Regions from separate parts of the Hordeum vulgare genome. Here region 1 is linked to region 2. A link is a contact called in public Hi-C data. All regions are on one chromosome and are shown on one strand. Each heading gives the region's core, a stretch centred on a gene start, on an enhancer-like site or on the middle of the called end of the contact. The rest is flanking DNA. Distances are from core to core; before and after follow the strand shown.

Region 1 (6,491 bases), core at 3,114-5,613, 220 kb before region 2:
GCTGATTCTCAACTGATCGAAGTTCCTTCAAAAGAAAAAGGAAACAACGGTGGGAACTTATTATGGTGAATCAGGAATTTCCTTTTGCAGTATGGAAAGACAGTTTGCACTCTCAAAGAAACAAATGGAATGACAGTTTACCTTTGTTAATTCACTGTAGGATAACTTCACAGTATCTAGTTTATCCTTAAGCTTTGAGTTTTCTGCACGAATTTCCGCTAGTCGAGACTCTAGTTCTCCTTTCTCCCCATTAAGTGCATCAATTTCAGCAACCATTTGTTTGGAAGAACTTCCAGATTCAGCTCTCTTCACATCCAAATCATCAGTAGCAACAATATCTTTAGTTTTCTCATCAGTAGCAGTTATTACAGCATAGGCAGCTTTCACAGAAGCTGCAGCGGCAGCGGCTGCTGGAGATTGGAAAAGCCGAGGTTGCACAAAGTTTCTAGGCTTGGGTTTCATCACAAAGATCTGCAGTGGTGTCATCACTTTCATTAGGCGTTGAGAATATGCCTAACAGAAACAAACCGCACTAAAAATTGCTAACAGAAACAAAGAGCACTAAAAAATTGCTAATGGAAACAAAGAGCACTGAAAAGGGAAAATGAAGAATATATAACTTCACCCTAAACCGAAAAACGCCAACTAGTGGCACCATACATAGAGACAAGGGCATGACAACAGCCATCAAAAGAGAAAATTCTACAGATGGATCATTTTGAACAAAATACTATGTGTAGTAGTTATTTGCTCAAAGCGAATACCTCATTGTTATACTTCCCATTGTAACCGCCAAAGGCAATTAAAAACTTTTCGCCGTCAACTGTGGTTGAACAAAGAGTGAGACCCTGGAAAATATGTTAAAGAGTCATGATTCGCCACATGGTGGGAAGCTCGAGCTCTAAATATTCATAGTTATGCACTTCCTAGAACATGAATTTGTATGACCAATCTTTATGACTGAACATAATGTGCAATTACTGCTTACCTCACAAGCAAGTGGATCTCGAACTGACACACTAGTGACGACAGACCAGACAAACTTGGAAGCGTTCATTACGATTGTATCAGTGGAACCTAAAGCATGTAAATTTCCTTAGATACTGGAGCTGAAAGAACAACGCAAAAGGAATTTAATAAAAACACATAAATACAGTGTCATGTATTCAGGCATTACCACTTGCATTATCTCCACCACCAACTATGTACCAATTTCCGTCAATCATCATACCAGCATGGCCACTCCTAGGAGTTATATGTGCACCTTGAGTGTCAGGTTGAGACCACTCCAGCTGTTACAATTAAACATTATTTACACAAACTTATCAGTTGACTCCTAAAGTCGTGTTAAACTTGTTTTTTTGAAGGAAAAGCCCTCCAAGGTATCCCTTCTGTGTACACTGTACAGTACAACATAATTTGCAAAACATATCTGCGTGTCATCTTATGATGTATTGATGTGTACTAGTTACAGTTAGTGATAGTGGACTGGAGTTGGATCCTAGTCATTTGATTGGAACAGTTCATCCCTGCAGTTATTATTTTAACTTGATAAAATTTTGAACTTGCAAGTCCTACTACAACCTAGAACTACTAATGTGGAAAACTTTGACGATCTTTAATGACTTTACAAAGAACAACTAAATATCAGCTAATTTATCAAATAAACTCTGGCTTTGAAGATTTTAAAAATGTAATCTGATTCACAAGTGTACTTTTATAGTAAAATACATAAGAGCATTCAGTGCTTACAGTTTGCAAGTCAAGTAAGTACAGATCATTGAAGCATGTGGAGTGAGATGAACCGCCAAAGATTAAAAGATAATGGTCTGCATAAACAGCAGCCGAATGATCATACCTAGGAGCTGGGCCACCTTTTCTGTTTCACAATAACAAAGAGAACGATGAATTCAGCATTCAGCAAGTTGTTAGAAATACATTAAGAGATATTTAGCATAACTAGTAAGTAAACTCTTACTCTGTTTTAACTTCTTCCCAAATCATTGTCTCCAAGTCAAGTACATGAAGATCGCTCAGAAGCCTCCTCTTATTATCCTCCCCACCAAACATAATTAATCGAGAACCGACTAGTGTTACAGATTGCCCACCACGAGCCATCTGATGGAGGGAGGATTCAGAACATGCTCTCCAGTAAATAAATGTATAACAGGAAAGAAAAGATTCTTACTGGGACTTTTCCGTACGTATCAACAGCAGACCAGCTATCTGTTTCCAGATCGATAAACCAAACTGCAGGGAGAAATACAGGGCAATCAGTTCTAGTACTTGTAAAGTCATCTGGAAGTTCACTCAAAAACATGAAGAGGCAATGTATCATTGTGTTAAAATATATTAGGTGTTTGAAAGAGGCAACATTCTTTGTCAACCAACCGACAGGAGTGTTGCCTTTTCATTGAGAAAAACAGAGGTGATAATCACAAACAGTGAGCTATTTCATTATGGGGAACATGCCGATACCCCTTCGGATACAGTGGGTGAATACTCATGGTCGTGGGCTTTGCTACACAGAGCTGCCATGCCAAAGGCAATGGAAACTGGAAAGAGGCAATTTTTGGGATTTGGGGAAAATGTAACTTGTGAAGTTGAGATGAAGCATGTTGATTCACCAGAAGTTCAACACATGGTTAATCAGTATGTAAACAGCACAAGGAAATGAAAAAAAAATGCATCCATTATAATACCACAAACGGTAACTGAAAACTATCCCTGTAGTACTGCTTATTTTATAAATCTGAAATTGGGTCAGATATATATGGACTGACAAAAACTAAGAAATAATTCACCTTAAAGTGAAATATGTGCACACATCAGTAGAACAACTCTATGATAGTGAATGAGACTTACAACATTTAGGGGCACCAACAAATATGTCATGGTTTTTTGTGGTGGTGCGGGACCATAAAGTGATGGTTGAACTATTACAACATATGTTTAAGCAAAGCCATGACCCAAAATTTTGGTGCTCAGAGTTTTAGTATGAACCAAGAAAGAGGGAAATCCAAAGAAGCACCTGAAACTTTATTCGACGTTGATGCTCTGGAGTTCCCAGCTACAACCAGAAGCATATTCCTCCACTTGACCTGAATGAAAACACTAGTCAGCATACAAGACGAGACTCTCTCGCTTGAAAGTTCTAACGAAGCTTAGGAAAAGTTAGTTAAATTTCCACAGAAATGGAAGTTGCTATCATTACCATACTATGGCCTGCTAATGCTGGGAACGGCTGGTTTCCGGCATTATTTTCAAGATTCAGCTGGTTTGAATCCCGACTAGGACTTAACAGTAACGCTGACCACTTGGATGTCCTGAAATCAAAAACCTGCCACAATTGCAGCTGTTAGGGTATGCTTCAGGTAATGAAGGAGCAGGGAGCATGATGAGCTAACATGCATGAGTGTCGAACCTGAACATCCGACAGAGAACGCCCATTCCGGCTTCCCCCGACCACATACAGCTTGTCTTGAACCACCTCCGCGGCATGCTGCCATGTATCTAGCACATCAGTAGTCATCACAGAATAAACAAAACGCAATGCAAGGAAGTCGCACAGCACCAAGGAACACTGGAACGGAACGTCCAGCCATACGATCCTTGGCGTGCATTTCGTTTAAAGGCTTGATAAGCATGCTTTCGCCGTGTTAAAAAAATACTTAGATCACAGTGCAACAACAGCGGCAGCGGCGGCAACTTCAGTAGAGTTGCACTTCCTATCCCGATAAACTCGGCGATCTCGATCAGCTAGCGGCGACAACGGGGCAGAAGAATGGACGGAAAACGACCAAGCGGTGGCCACGTCGTGTCTGCTGCGACGAAAACCACTGCCTCCATCGGCCCCGCGGATTCAGATTCAGATGAACGGCAGCGGACGTCGCATTTCGCATCCCAATCTTCGATCCCGACGCCCCTACACACGCACGCGCGCGCTAACGGCTGCGGCTCGAGCCGGCGGGCGGATCAGACTTCAGAGCGGGATAACAGAGCGGATCGACCGGAGACGAGGAGCACGGGGTGGGAATTGCGCGCGCACCTCGTAGCGGGCGGAGGGGCGGGCGGAGCCCTGGGCGGGGGGGAGCAGGGCCCAGCGGTCGTGCGTCGCCGCCGCGAGGCCGGGGCCGGGGCCCTCCTCGCCGCCGTTGATGGCGCCCTCCTCCTCCTCCACCCCCACCCCCATTCCGCCGAATCGAGATCGCGGAGCGGGTCGGTCGGGCGGAAGGAAGGAAGCTTTGGGTGCCGCGGCGCGCGTCGGTGGCCGGCGGATTGACTCGGCTCGTCGGATCTGGTGCGGTTTTTAAACCCGGCAAAGTGGTCAGTGAGTGCCGGAGCAGTGGTGGAGGTGGACTCGTCGCTGCCTACCTTTGCGTACCTGTCACGTCCCTTCTTCGGGTAGCTCTCACCACCCACGGATATACGTCAACGCCCAGCGAAGGCGCATTCCATCAGATACGTAAACCCACGTCACAAGACTTGGATGTATACCTAGCCAAAACTTGGGCCGGGCCGGGCCGGGCTTTAGGCTGAGCCTAAAAAGTCCACGATACAAAACTCAGGCCCAGTCCCCGCCCGGCCAGACCGTCAAGCCTAGGTTCTGGATGCAAGCCCAGCCTGACCCAACATAGACGTAAAAACTAGTTTTCGCAGGTCCGAGCCCGACCCAACCCAACCTTCGGGCTTGATTCTCAGGCACAGTCCTCGCCCGTAGGTAAGTCAGGTCCGTCCCGGTCCGTGAATTTTGGGTTGGGTCGGGTCGGGTTTTTCATGGCCTTGCATGACAAGGATGATATCAACAATTTTACTTGGTTTACTACTACTCCCTCTCTAAAGAAATACTCCCTCCGTTCCTAAATATAAGTCTTTTTAGAGGTTTCATTAGGGGACTACATACGGATGTATATAGACATACTTTAGAATGCAGATTCATTCATTTTGCTCTGTATGTGGTCTCTTAGTGAGATCTGTTAAAAGACTTATATTTATGAACGGAGGGAGTATATAACATGTCCTTCGGTACCTATCATTTCGGGCGGATTTCATTTACGAATTCCGGGTTCAACTTGTTTGGCTGCCATAGAATTGACCATTGGAATTGAATTATCATTTCCACCCAAATCCCTCCGCCCAAGAATCACACTATTCCCAAATCTCTGCCTCCACCCCGTCATTCCTATGGATTTGCCGTAGCTTTCCTCCTTCCTGAGACCACTTTGTCTCCCCGATCCCCCTCATCCCCATCCATGGCGCTTCGATTCGCCGCCACCAGCGAGCCCTCCCTCCTTCGCTGATCCCTCTCCCTCGTTTCTTCTCCTTTCCCATCTCCTATTCCCCGCCTCCCCCTTCCCTCCCCCCGACCCCCAGTTGCTTCGCTCCGCGTCCGTCCCGCTGCCGAGAGCGGCGTCTGATGACCCCAAGTTGCTACGCCCGCACTTCGTTCTTGGCATAAGCTTTGAAACTTCGAAGATCTTGCTTTTTGAAAAACACAAGTTTTAGCCTTTAATGATCCTTAGGACTTCTTGTCACTATTTTTGTCTACACTTGAGATGAATATATTTTGACATATTTGAATGCATGAAACAGATATTGTTCAGATCCTTTTTACCTTGATCATTTAGAAAATATCATAATGTAAATGTGTTGGATGTATAGACTGAAATGTGCATCTTGATTATTTGTAATTTAAACTGCCAGCCAAACAACATATGGCATTCGTTTCATTTTGGAAATCCATATGGCAGCCAAACAAGAAATTTGGACTTGGAAACCAAATGAAATGAAAGCCTAGGTACCAAACGAGCTGTAAGTGTTTTGTACTGAGGGAGTTTGCTTTTACATGTCGAGATAGGCCTGACATTGATATCTGAAGAATATGCTGCAGCTGCATTTTGAGGCTGCTAATGCGCAGGATTGGTATGAATATTTCTGGACGCTGTTGCCTGGGCTAAAATCTGATTGTCCGTGCAGAAAGCAATGTCTTCTACTGTAGTTGCAGTGCCCACTACTTGACCTGCTACCTTTAGCGCCAATGCTTCGGCCTGGTGAGGGGAGCATACTTGCTCTGAAATAACAACATGGTATCTGAAATTAAGCTAAATGACATTTCAGCGAGCACATGCCAAGCCTGGTGTCCATCATGAAAGGCGTCCAAAGGGATTTTGGGGGGGGGGGGGGGGGCGGTGTGCCTAGGTACAGACAACTTTAGGGGTGGGCAGCGCTGTCGTAAAGGCGAGCAGACGCGTTGGTGCTGGTTGCGAACGTCCGATAATGCCTCCACGACGGTCAAAGACATACAACAACGACGACGGAGGTGAAGAGTGCGGATGCAAATCAAGAGAGAGAAGGGACAAAGTGAAAAAAATGGAACCGGAAGGGGAGATTGGATGGATCGGGGTGTTGAAGTCCTACGTGTCTGTTGTCTAGACTCCCTCCCTTCCCCCATTTTGTCTTCAATTTTACGGGAGAAAACATGTTTAGACCTC
Region 2 (6,430 bases), core at 131-2,630:
GCTTTGTCTTTTTGCGGCTGGCTGCCAAAAAAAAGCCCCAGACGCGTCACAAGTCACTAATGATATATTTGGTTGCATTGCAAGGATAGGCTATACCTAAGCTAGCCCAGCTAGCTCAACTCAGCTTTGCCGCCCTTGCCACGAGTACATGTTTGGTTAAGTGTGATTAGCTCTGTCAATTCAGAGAGTTAGTTGTAGACTTTTGCTTCTAATCCGATTTTGCCGTCGGAGGCGAGCCAAATCGACCCTCCCTATGGAGCGTGGTTTTCCTTGCCCAATGTGGCTACCTGGCCTTCAAAAGCTAAATTTTATTTGTGAAGCCAAACACCTAACCTAGCTTAGCAACGCTAAAACCATTCTTGCTAAGGAACCAAACGCACCCTAAATACCTTGAAATGAGTGAGAATCTCAAAGCTTTATATGAAAGAACAATAAATGATACAACGAAACACGACTGAGATATGGAGACTCGTGGATTTCTTTGTGGTAATATTGCGAATTGTCCATACATGTATGCATAGGACCGTGCCACGAAGAAAGCAAGCACGTCGATGTAGCGTTGGGCCCACACGAAAATTTGACATGTTACTGGGGCTCGTCGGGTAACGTCTTCTACCGAGGACGTCCGTTCGTGGTTATAACCTTCGGCCTTCCATTACCGCCGAGTCACATGCAACCCTTATTTATTATCAGGCTTTGACGTGGCCTTTACAAACAAAACAAATCTCCGCGCTTATAGTTTTGGCGCGAAACACCCTACGTAGACCCTAGTCGTCCGAGGGTTACCCAGCAAACCGTCTCTCCCACCTCCGGCGCGAGGGAGGAGGCGCGGCGAGAGGCGGGACCGGGCATTAACGACACGTCTAATCCGGGCCGTCGATACCCCCGTCGACGGCCCGGATTGACAGATGAGGGAAGGGTTCCCACCATAGCTCCGCCGTTGGTATTTCAGCAAACCCATTTTCTAGACGCCTAAAATATTCGCCCCCTTTACTGCTGCCAACATAGTACTGCGGCCACCGACCAAACGTGCCACAAAACCCACCTCCGCCGGCGGCCTCCGGCGCGGCGACCGGCCTCCGTTCCCCTCCCCTCCCCTCCCACCCCACCGCCGCCCGCCTCCCCCTTCCCCCTTCCCCGGTCGCCGTGCCCCGTCGCGACAGCCGCGCCTCGCGAGCCCGTCCCCTGCCCCGTGCCCTGGAGGCCCAAACCCTAGCCGGCGCGGCGGGCGGGCGGGCGTGGCGTCGGGGCCGATGGACGACACCCTGGCCAACATACGGAAGAAGCTGAAGCGGCTGAAGAAGGGCAAGGACGAGGACGACGCCGCCGACGCCCCCGCGGCGGCCGAGGGCGGCGAGGCCGTCGCCGTCGCCGCCGCCGCCGGGACGGAAGATCTGCAGGAGGGCGGCGACGTCGAGGACATGGGCGAGGGCGTCGCCGACGAGGGCGGCGACCTGGAGGCCCCCGCGAATGTGGTTCCTGGGGAGGACGGCGTGAAAGTCCCCGGCGGCGATTTAGGGTTGGGGGACTCCCTGTCGGTGCTCTTCAGGAAGCCTGGCCGCAAGCCTCGGCAGCAGGCCTCGAAGAATGAGGAGGCAGATGGTGTGGAGGCTGCCGATTCGCAGGCTGAGGAGGCCCTCAATGGCGGATCTGGTGGCCTGGGTTCAGACGAGGCTGCCAAGGGCACCAAGAAGAGGCGAAGGCGGCGCACCAAGGCGGAGATGGAGGAGATGAGGGCTGCCGCCGCCGCCGCTGCAGAGAATTATGCGAATGCAATGGCAGGTGATGGGTCTCCCAGGAGGTCAAAGGCGAAGCCAAAGGCTGCTTATTCTGATAGGTGCTCTAGGGCTGCCGCCCGTCGAGCCGTTGGAGAATTGGCGGGATTGCCCGTTGGAGAATTGGCGGCTCCCGGGCCTCCCCCTGTTTCAGAAAGGAATCCCAATGATAAAGAAGAGGCTGCGGATAAAGAAGAGGCTGTGGATAAAGAAGAGGCTGCGGATGATGGTTTATCGCTGGGAGAGACGCTTCTGCAAGACGTGGAGACCAGTAGAATTGTGGAGGATGGATCTAGAAACTCTTCTGACGCGGCAAGTCATTGCGTCAAACTCCCAGCAAGGGCTGATAACTGCCGTGGCTTAAATCCTTGTTCAGGAGGAGAACCTGCTGAAAAAGCATCTCACAGTGCGGCCAATGCATCCGCTGATGGTGTTTCTGATGCACGGACATGCTCCGAAACCTTAGCAGAGGATGCAAAGGCTGATGCAGTTTTTTCTCAAGATAAGCCACCGGCGCCAACCCTCAAAAGGAAACCTGGTCGAAAACCAAAAGAAGCGCCCAAGAAACCTGTTAGAAGGAAGGACTTGCCTAAGGTTAGTGCCGATGATAAACCAGTTGAGATAGCAGAAAGTGATGCATCGTCAAAGCAGCGGCAGCGCAAAAATAAATTTCTCTTGGCAAGGTCTACCACTGTGCAGTCTAATTCCTCGCTGGACAATAAAGCAGGTAGTGCAGGCGACATTAAATATGGCAATATCAAACCAAATGCAGCTGTGCCAACAGAAGAAAGCTTAGATCAGCCAGCTGCTTATGGGGTTCGTGAGTCCCGTGCCGCAAAGGATTCACGTGCTTCTCATAACATGGCAGCATCTGCAAAAGAAATCAATATCATTGACGTGGCAGCACCATCCAATTTTGAGGACATGGAGAATGCATCAAAGGTGAAACGCCTAACACGAAATTCTAGGAAACGTAAACATGGTGACATGGCATACGAGGGAGATGTTGATTGGGAAACTCTGATGCATGAGCAGGGGCTGTTCTCGAACCCCGCAGCAAGTTTTGCAGATCAATCTGTGAAACCAAAAGATAAAATTAAAGCGTTGGAAGTTCTCGAGAACGGAGGTGTTGCTGCCGTAAGTGCTGGCCTAATGGCGGAGGCTGTTTCTCCAATGGAAAAGCTAAAATTCAAGGATGTTCTGAAGCGGAAGGGTGGCCTTAAGGACTATCTAGAATGCAGGTGTGTTTAATGTTTTTTTTGCCCTCTAATGTTTGCTACATGCCCTAGTTTCTTTTTGTGGCAATAAATTAACTGCACCAGCTTTCTGCGATTTACCCTGCATCATGTTACTGACAATTTCTGTTTCACTTTAGGAACATGATCCTAAGTTGCTGGAACAAGGATGTTAAACATCTATTGGATCTTGCAGATTGTGATCTTTCTAATATTCCCATGGAAGATGATTCACCACGTCAAATACTTATACGCGATGTGTACCGTTTCTTAGATCAGAATGTAAGTTGCATTGCCTCCTTTGTGGCATCTGTGTTACTGCTTACGAAGTTATGCTTACTTTCGATTCAGTACTGAGCTATTGCTAGGCATTAGCTGCAGTTCTGATACCTTCTCGAAGACTTGCTAGATAAGCTTTTGAAATATGTGAACATTTTATTCTTTCCTTTTACCTTCATGCAGTTTCTAGATCTCCGTTTACCAGTAACCTTCTTTTCCTTGTTGCAGATTGTTGTTTTAGCTATTATATGTGCTATATATGGTAGATTTCAAAATCATCTAGATGCTAATACTTGATATTTCATTAATTCATATAGGGTTACATAAATGCTGGAATTGCATCGGCCAAGGTGACAAAGGATCATGGAACTCTCTGTTCGGAGGTTGTGGAAGCAGCCAAGTTAAATGAATTACCTAAAATGGAGCCAGTCAGGGTTGAAGGTGACATTCTTGCTGTATCCCTTCAGAATAAAGATCATGATCAAGTTGCTCTGGGACCTTTGACAGAAGAATCGAAGGAAAATAATGTCCCTGACGCTCACTGCGACGTCCAGGAGTTGATACCTCACTTACAGTCCAAAGAACAGGCATTTGAAGAAAAGAATCTGGATGTATCAACTGAAGCTGGAGGTGCATTACTACCATCGATCAATATTAGTTCAGTTGGAAACACTGAAGGCCCCAGTCTCGATAAACCAGAAGCAGCTGTTATTGAACATCCTGGAAACAACTGTGAGGTAAATCATAGAGTTGAATCTGGAGGGCACTGCAAAAAGATAATCATTGTGGGAGCTGGTCCGGCCGGTTTAACTGCAGCACGCCATTTACGGCGTCAAGGTTTTGCTGTCACAGTTCTCGAGGCGCGCGATAGGATTGGTGGCCGTGTTTATACAGATCGTACATCGCTTTCAGTTCCTGTGGATTTGGGTGCTAGCATTATTACGGGTGTGGAGGCTGATATAGCAACTGAACGAAGGGCTGATCCATCCTCTTTGATTTGTTCTCAGCTTGGTCTTGAACTGACTGTACTGAAAAGTGCTTGCCCTCTCTATGATGTAGTAAGTGGCAACAAGGTTCCCGATGATTTGGATGATGAGTTGGAATCTGAATACAACGGCCTTCTTGATGAAATGGAACAACTTTTTGAACAAAATGGTGAAAGTGCGCTGGGTTTATCCCTTGAGGATGGGTTGGAATATACTCTTAGGAAGAAACGTGCAGCCCATGTTGTTTCTTCTGTGGGACATGATGACCAGTTAATAAGTATGTCCAATAGAGGAGGTGTAGACATTTCCAAGAATGCTTCAACAGAAAAGGAGATAGCTCATTGTGGGGAGGATGATAAGACAGATGTTCTCAGTCCTCTTGAAAGAAGAGTTATGAACTGGCACTTTGCACATTTAGAGTATGGTTGTGCTGCAATGCTCAAATCTGTCTCTCTTCCGTACTGGAACCAAGATGATGTGTATGGAGGGTTCGGAGGACCTCACTGCATGATTAAAGGTGGTTATGGCGCTGTTCTTGAGAGCCTTGCAGAAGGACTTGATGTTCAGTTAAATCATGTTGTAACTGAAGTAATGTACAGGCCTGATGAGTCAGATGCTAGTAGAATTAGTGGAAAAACTGTTAAAGTTTGCACTTCGAATGGAGCTGAATTTGTGGGAGATGCTGTGCTGATCACTGTTCCTCTTGGATGCTTGAAAGCACATGCAATCAAATTTTCTCCTTCCTTGCCGGACTGGAAAACATCTTCCATTGACAGGCTTGGATTTGGTGTTCTAAATAAAATAGTAATGGAGTTTCCTGAGGTCTTTTGGGATGAAAATGTAGATTATTTTGGTGCAACTGCGGAACAAACAGATTTAAGGGGACAATGCTTTATGTTTTGGAATCTCAAAAAGACAGTCGGCGCACCAGTTATAATAGCTCTACTTGTTGGGAAGGCTGCTATAGATGGACAGAGTATCAGTTCTGATGCTCATGTTAGCAATGCTATGGTGGTTCTCCGTAAGCTCTTTACGGATGCTGCTGTACGAGATCCAGTGGCGTCAGTTGTCACAAACTGGGGCCTTGATCCTTTTAGTAGAGGTGCTTACTCTTATGTTGCAGTAGGAGCATCAGGGCAAGATTATGACATCATAGGCCGGCCAGTTGCAAACTGTTTATTTTTTGCTGGGGAAGCAACATGCAAAGAGCATCCAGATACTGTTGGTGGTGCAATTTTAAGTGGTCTTCGAGAAGCAGTTCGGATTATTGACTTGGTACACAGTGGCAAGGATTATGTGGCTGAGGTGGAAGCTCTACAAACGTACCAAGTGCAATCAGATAGTGAAAGAAATGAAGTCAGAGACATGTCAAATAGACTTGAAGCACGTGAACTTTCAACTGCTCTATGCAAAAACTCATCTGATGCATCATATGCAGTAGCTAGCAAGGAATCTGTACTGCAAGAAATGTTTTTCAGTGCGCAAACTACACCAGGGCGCCTACATTTGGCCAAGGAGCTACTGAAACTCCCTTCAGATGCTCTCAAATCATTTGCTGGGTCTAAAGAAGGGCTAACTAAACTAAACTCTTGGATACTTGTAAGTTGATTCTCTAGTAAACTTCTTATTTACAGCAGGATAAACGTAGCTTCTCTTACATTCAAGTCTTTGGCTTGTGCATTTAATTTCTTGCAGGATTCACTGGGAAAAAATGCAACTCAACTGTTGCGGCATTGCGTACGCTTGCTTTTGCTTGTTTCTACCGATCTGGTAGCTGTTCGCTTGTCTGGTATGTATTACTCCAGTCCCTTTACTATTTGTTAGATAATTCATGTGCCTGTGTGTGGTCTCTTTCTCGTTGCTCTGATACTAGGGTCGGAAGCTCAAGGTGCACCCGTTTTGATGAGGGGGATTTGTTTCTGAGTAGTTTCTATTTAGGCGTCACCTTAGCTACCAGTTAAAAGGAAAAATAGGAAGCAGATGTTAGCACCAATGAGAATAGAGCTTATTTATGCAATGTCAGAATAGAGCTTATCACACATCTAATTCTCTTCAATCTGAACTTCGTACAGGAATTGGGAGGACTGTAAAAGAAAAGGTCTGTGTGCATACAAGTCGAGATATACGTGCCATAGCTCGCCAGTTGGTCAGTATG

What was found. Hi-C and Micro-C count contacts between places; a contact is called where the count stands out from the background.
Region 1: a Hi-C map of seedling shows a contact between it and region 2, with 2.4 times the contacts expected there. The contact joins the promoter of LOC123401648 here to the promoter of LOC123402801 in region 2. A contact is called at or near these places in 3 of 6 Hi-C or Micro-C datasets (leaf, seedling and an unstated tissue).

Annotation. Positions count from the first base shown.
Region 1 is chr6H:557,396,619-557,403,109 of MorexV3_pseudomolecules_assembly, reverse strand. It overlaps LOC123401648 (acyl-CoA-binding domain-containing protein 4), which reads right to left and starts at 4,363. Exons shown (of 14, transcript XM_045095490.1): 1 at 4,049-4,363; 2 at 3,425-3,502; 3 at 3,215-3,340; 4 at 3,032-3,101; 5 at 2,189-2,250; 6 at 1,979-2,118; 7 at 1,753-1,879; 8 at 1,178-1,292; 9 at 989-1,077; 10 at 765-848; 11 at 142-471; 12 at 1-25. The coding sequence starts at 4,192.
Region 2 is chr6H:557,175,539-557,181,968 of MorexV3_pseudomolecules_assembly, reverse strand. LOC123402801 (lysine-specific histone demethylase 1 homolog 3) reads left to right here and starts at 1,380. Exons shown (of 8, transcript XM_045096761.1): 1 at 1,380-3,016; 2 at 3,151-3,292; 3 at 3,607-5,874; 4 at 5,971-6,064; 5 at 6,348-6,430. The coding sequence starts at 1,422.